2 separate regions of the Mus musculus genome follow, and region 1 is linked to region 2. The links are chromatin contacts, called in public promoter capture Hi-C maps. All regions are on one chromosome and are shown on one strand. Each heading gives the region's core, a stretch centred on a gene start, on an enhancer-like site or on the middle of the called end of the contact. The rest is flanking DNA. Distances are from core to core; before and after follow the strand shown. Region 1 holds the start of Trmt13 (tRNA methyltransferase 13). Region 2 holds the start of Cdc14a (CDC14 cell division cycle 14A).

Region 1 (2,927 bases), core at 246-2,745, 190 kb before region 2:
GTTTAACCTCACACAGTTATGAAACCGAACCCTCAGTGATAAAGCAAGGTTCCTCAGGCAGAAGCGACTCTCCACGGGTGCTCTGCAAACCTTGGAAGAGACGATGTGAAGTTACAGCTTAAACAGGAAATGTCCCCGCAGGCTGGATCTTCAGCTGGAGGCACTGTATTGGGAGGTTGTGGAAATGTGGAAGTGGGGCTTAGTAAAGGAAGTCAAGTCGCTGGAAACATGTCCTCAAGAGATGTATCCTGGCATGTCACTGTGTTGTCACAGTTCCCCTAACCACTTTCTGTCCATGTGAAATGAGTACCACATGTCCCAACTCCAAGGCACTGAATCCTATGCACAGCCAAAATGAAGCTTCTGAAATGGTGAGCCAAAATAAATGCCTCTCCCTTAAGTTGTTTACGTAATATTTTGTCACCGGTACAAAGATAACTACCACAATGAGGTTATATAAAAACATAATTGCCAGGTGGTGGTGGCAGCACAAGCCTTTAATCCCTGCACTCAAGAGAGAGAGAGAGAGAGAGAGAGAGAGAGAGAGATAAAGGACAATCTCTGAGTTTGAGGCCAGCCTTATCTACAGAGTTCCAGGGCAGCCAGGGCTACACAGAAAACTCTCACTGGAAAAACCAAAACCAAAAAAAATCCCCAAAACAAAAACAAACAACATAGTAAGATTATTAATATACTAGCTAGTTTGGGGATTTAGATGGGAGAAATCATATAGCATTATAATGAAGCCATTGATCTACTAAGGTACCAAGTGTGATGTCAGAAATGCTGCACTACTACAGGAAGGGTATAGGATAGAAATCCACACACACAGCTATTGTTGGTGCAGAATGTTTCAAGGATCTACACATAAAATGGGTGGAGCTTTAGCGTCTAAACATTATAATGAAACAGAATGTTGATTATCTCTGTTGTTAAACACAAAGACCTTAACAACCAGAAACAAGCTAAGCATGGTGCCACACACCTTTAATCCCATCACTTGGGAGTTAGAGGTAAGCAGATCTCTGAGTTCAAAGCTAGCTTGGTCTACAGAGTTCCAGGACTTCCAGGAATACACAGAAACTCTATCTCAAAAAACAAAGCAAACAAACAAAAATCAGAAATGGCGGCACAGGCCTCTGGTCCACCTACTAAGTAAGGCAAAGCCGCTTTGAGATCAGGAGTCTGAAGCCAATCTCGGGGACACAGGAAACCCTGTCTCAAAATACATACAAATAAATCTGAAAATAACTTCTACTAATAGAGACTATCACTCGTGCCAAGGCACGCACAGATGTGCTGTAGCAAACACCAACACTGTTTACATTTCTCTGATGTGCAAGGTTTGAAGCTCACTGCAGAGCACTTGCCAAGTATGCAGAAGGCCCTGGGTTAAACCCCAGCAGGGCAAAACAAACATTTCTGTGTGCTGGAAAGAAAGACAGGCAAACAACAGCCGGGTTACACCCCTCTCTTTCCCTGGCTGGAGCAAGCGAGTAACAACAGAACTCTGTGTTGCAGCCTCAGCATCTCTGCAGTGAGGTTAAGGGTGGCACCTAAATACGGGGTTCATTTCTGGAAGTCACTTCCACAGTGTCTGTGGTTACCTCGCACATGCTCAGTAAGCAACAGCTACTGTCTAGCAGTAGTATCCTCACTGGTCGTTCCACTTCATAGAGCTGCTGGACTACACTTGCCAACGCTGTGAGACACAGACACTGCAGTAATATTAAAAGGAACTGAAAGGATCTGAGGGCTGCTCCCGTGAATATTCCAACTCCACACTAAAATACCCAGTCTGTTTCCATGCTGTCCTGAACCAGCTCCGTCATCACACTTGCCACTCCCTGTTTTCTCTGCAGTGAGATGATCACTGTAGGGACAGAAGTTCTGTGCAGAGCATCCAAGGGAACAGCAGCCACTGAGCAGCACAGTAGCCACACTAAAGCCGAGGGAGCCCGCAACAGCAGCCAGCACGGGATACCTCTTCCACGCCAGCCAGCTTCGCCTTTAGCTCTCGGACAGTCGAGTCTCCTTTATACTTCCTCTCGGTGAGCTCTTTATTAGCTGCCTCTAACTCGGACAATCTGCTTTGTAGCTGGTGGATATTCCGTTGATGGAGGGTTTCCAGTTCCTTTTTCTGTTGCTCGTGCTGCTGTTGGCACTGAACTTGGGTCTATTATAGAGCAGTATGTCAAAGGAGAAAGAGCAGAAGTATAAAGATCAGAAAAAACAAAACATCATTTCTTCATCCTAATTTCTTCATCGTTTTCCAATTTCCCTGCTTAGAAGAAGTCTAATTACAGATTTCACGAAAGAGCAGGTAAGGTAAACAAAGGTAATTCCCAACCCTGAGAAGGTGTGATCCAAGGACCAGAACTTCAAAGTCACTCCCTGCTACACAGCAAGACTGAGGCCAGCCTGGGCTACACAATACTCTGTCTTAAAAAATAGCCTAACCAGAGTACAAGTAGACAGTCTTACTTGGAGGGAGCAAAAATATATAAAATCCCCAGTCACAAATATTATTTAATAAAAATGTAAATAAAAAAAAAAAAAAAAAAAAGAGGGGGGCCCAGGCATGCGGGTAAACTCCTTTAATCCTAGCACTCGGAAGGTAGAGGGCAGAGAATCTGAGTTCCAGGACAGCCAGGGTTACACAGAGACCCTGTCTCAAAGGAGGAGGGGAAGTATGCAGCTACACTCACTAGAGCCCTGTGCCACAGATCTCAGTCACTCAGAACTCATCGCTGGAGTGTCATTTACCCAATGGCTCACTCTTGTACCATGTAGTTTTATCTGTATTGTGATGTACAGATTTTTCTGCTATTATTCCCTAAACAACACTCTACAACTGTCTGCATCACATATATATACACACACATACATATATGTATATAGTATACATACATATACTGTATATAGTA
Region 2 (2,868 bases), core at 8-2,507:
TCCACTTAGTTTTGTGCTTGTTTAGCTTTATGGAAAGCCGGCAGAGCAGAAGAATGGCCTAAGAATTGCCTCCCTGGAGTCAGTGTTCCAAGTTGCTTCAGCCGGCACTTTGCTCGAGCGCCCCCTCTCTCCCTAGAGGTCAACACGCAACTGCGAGCTTTCAAAGGCTTGCACAAATCCCCGTTTCAAGGAGAAACCACTCAGAGCGCATGCTCTGGTGATAGTGGTTCAGTAGCGCCATTTTCGTAAGGGAAGGGCTGGCCACTAGTTCCGTCCCTAGGGCTCCCAGCATTAAAGTTCTCCAAACTGGATCAAAACGTTGCCGAACAAGTCCGGGGCCTCCTGGAGAGGAGCCTTTGTACTCCTTTGCAACGCTCCAGCCAAGACTACAGAAATCTTCTGTTCATTTCTCTTGTGGACAAGAGATCCTTTTCCCTCTTCTCCCTTCGCCTAGGATAGCCTACAGTCCGAGACTAGAGCCTTACACTTCTGGTGTAATTTTGCGCTCACACCTGTGGCCAAAATGAAAGGACTTGGAGAACTGGACGGGAATTTTTTTCCCCCTTGAGAACAAAGCCTAGGTGAGAGCAGACTCTAGTACTTACAGGGCATCAGTCCGTGTACTCAGGAGCTAGGAGGTATCGCTTCTTTTGAAAATTGGTTATAAAGACACAGATCCGATAGTGGTGAGAATAGGGGTTGGTGGAAAGATAGCTAGCGGTACGACCCGACATGGAGAAGGTCTGAGGTTTTTCAATGTGTGTGTCTGCGCGCGCGTGCGTGTGTGTCTCTGTGTGTGTGTGTGTGTGTGTGCGCGCGCGCGAGTTTAGAAGAAACTGAGTGAAGCAGGAAAGAGCTTGAGAGACAAAAAAAAATCTGGTGTGGAAGAAGAGCTAGCCGGTGCAGACGTGGAGACAGCATCTCAGCCCGCCAGGCAGTCGCAGCTTCCTGGGAGGCATTCACTCCTCTCTACCCATCCTTTTTCATTCATAAGTTTGTGGCTCCGCCTGACATCCACCCCACCCCCACCCCACCCAGGCAGAGGGCCAAGTTTCCTGTGTAGCAATTGGTGAAAGGCAACAAAGCCTTAGCAACTGGCTCCTAGTGACCCGCGGGGCGCCTGGTAACTGGGGCCCGAGGCCGGCTCAGAGAAAGGAGCCGAGCTGTCCCTTTAAGGGATGGCCGCGGAGTGGTGAAAGTGGAGGGGGACGAGGGAGGGCGGGGAGGCAGGTCTGGGGGCGGACCTAAGAGGAGGAGGAGGAGGAGAGGGAGGAAGAGTTGCTGCTGAAAGGAGGTGGCGAAGGAGGAGTCTGAGCAGCTGCTACTAGCCCCGCGGACACCTCCGGAGTCCTGCCCGCTGCCGCACGAGTGGCCACGGGCGCGATCCGGGCCAAACGTCTTGTCCTCCATGATCACTTTGGGAGCCGGGGAAAGACTTTGCCCGGCCTTGGGAGCTGGTGTGCGCCGTCCAGGTTTGGTGGAGACGGTGCAGCGCGAGAAGGAGGAGCTGCAGCTCGAGAAGCAGCAGCAGCCGCCGCCGCCGCAGAGTCCGGATCACAGCGGTTACAGCCCGGGGCGTGTGCGTCCCGCGCCCAGCGGGTTCGGTTCCCCACGGAATGTCCCCGGGGCGCCCCACGCGCTGACCCTGCAGCTGCCTCCGCCTTGGGCGACTGCCTCCTCCCTCAGGCAGGCTCGGTGATTGGGACCGCGAGCTCCCAGCTCTTGGGCAGTGGGGAAGCCCCCGGGGGCGGGTGACCTCAGCTGGCCACGACCCAGCCCTCCCCCGTGCGGATCTCGCTTAAGATGGCAGCGGAGTCTGGGGAACTAATCGGGGCTTGCGAGTTCATGAAAGGTGAGGAGCAGCCACCCGGCATCCTCCGGCCCTTCCACGCCACTCCCCCCCCCCAACTCCTCACGGCTCACCCCTTTGTCCCAAGCCTCTATGCTGGGTTTCTTTTCGGGCCCTGTGTCCCTCAGTACTGCGGCTCGGCGCTCGGGCCCCTTCTCGCTACTCAACTCCCGGAGGACCCCCTGCTTCCGGCTTCTTTTTTCGCGTTCTCACTCCCTCTGCAGCTTCCTCGTACCCGGACAGTGCAGGCTTCTCTGCTTGGGATCCTCCTGCAAACCTATCTTGGTGGGGAGCCTGCTGGTTTTAATCCTCCATCCGCTAACTCTCTACTTCCTCGGTGGCTGGCCCGTGTTTTTGGGACACCCCCTACCCCCAACCACACCCCCCTATCTTTCCTTCCTTCCTCTTGAAGTCTGCTAAGCTGCAGCGGCAGAAGCTCGCCTCTTTTCCCATTCCACCGCAGCTGAGGTCTGAAGGTTTCCGAACCAAACTTGTGTCTCCAGTTTTGCGGGTACCCACAGCTCCTGTCTGCACCCGCCCGCACGCAACCAGGGGGTGAGGGAACTCAGAAGATGCTCTGCCCCCTGCTGGGTCTTCTAGCCTCTTAGCAAGATGTGCTTTTGGGGCTCTGTAGCTTTCTGGAAGATCCTGTTTCTCCAAGAATCCCACGTGTTAAAGGTCTTTAAACGATGTGTAGCAGTTATTAATCCTTTGTGCATGATCTGCACTCTCAGTCTCGCGTCCCTGCTTCTCATGTTCTGTCTTTTAAACTTGTCTTTCAGATCGATTATATTTTGCTACTTTAAGGAATAGACCAAAAAGCACAATAAATATCCACTATTTCTCCATCGACGAGGAGCTGGTCTATGAAAAGTAAGTCCCCCCCTACTTTTTTTTTTAGCACCCCCTGAACTAGTTAGTTTGTTGGTTCTTTGATAATCGGGTTCCTTCACTTTTCCCAAAGAGTTCCGAAGGTATTACTAGCTTTCTATAGCTTGGGGAGGGATGCACACTGTACG

What was found. Capture Hi-C pulls out chosen DNA fragments and counts their contacts.
Region 1: a promoter capture Hi-C map of liver shows a contact between it and region 2. The contact joins the promoter of Trmt13 here to the promoter of Cdc14a in region 2. A contact is called at or near these places in 7 of 39 promoter capture datasets (the C10 cell line, cranial neural crest, embryonic stem cells and 4 more), 1 of 15 datasets of contacts at CTCF or cohesin (the NIH/3T3 cell line), 1 of 484 Hi-C or Micro-C datasets (pre-pro-B cells), 3 of 115 datasets of contacts at active chromatin or transcription factors (embryonic stem cells, pancreatic cancer cells and pro-B cells) and 3 of 9 other capture datasets (adipose tissue, liver and pancreatic islet).

What each region holds. Positions count from the first base shown.
Region 1 is chr3:116,613,155-116,616,081 of GRCm38.p6, reverse strand. Trmt13 (tRNA methyltransferase 13) reads left to right here and starts at 1,495. Exons shown (of 12, transcript NM_030016.3): 1 at 1,495-2,323. Sass6 (SAS-6 centriolar assembly protein) reads right to left here. Exons shown (of 17, transcript NM_028349.3): 8 at 1,985-2,176.
Region 2 is chr3:116,422,421-116,425,288 of GRCm38.p6, reverse strand. It overlaps Cdc14a (CDC14 cell division cycle 14A), which reads left to right and starts at 1,257. Exons shown (of 16, transcript NM_001080818.2): 1 at 1,257-1,852; 2 at 2,632-2,722. The coding sequence starts at 1,804. It overlaps Gm40125 (a long non-coding RNA gene), which reads right to left and starts at 1,038. Exons shown (of 3, transcript XR_867571.3): 1 at 606-1,038.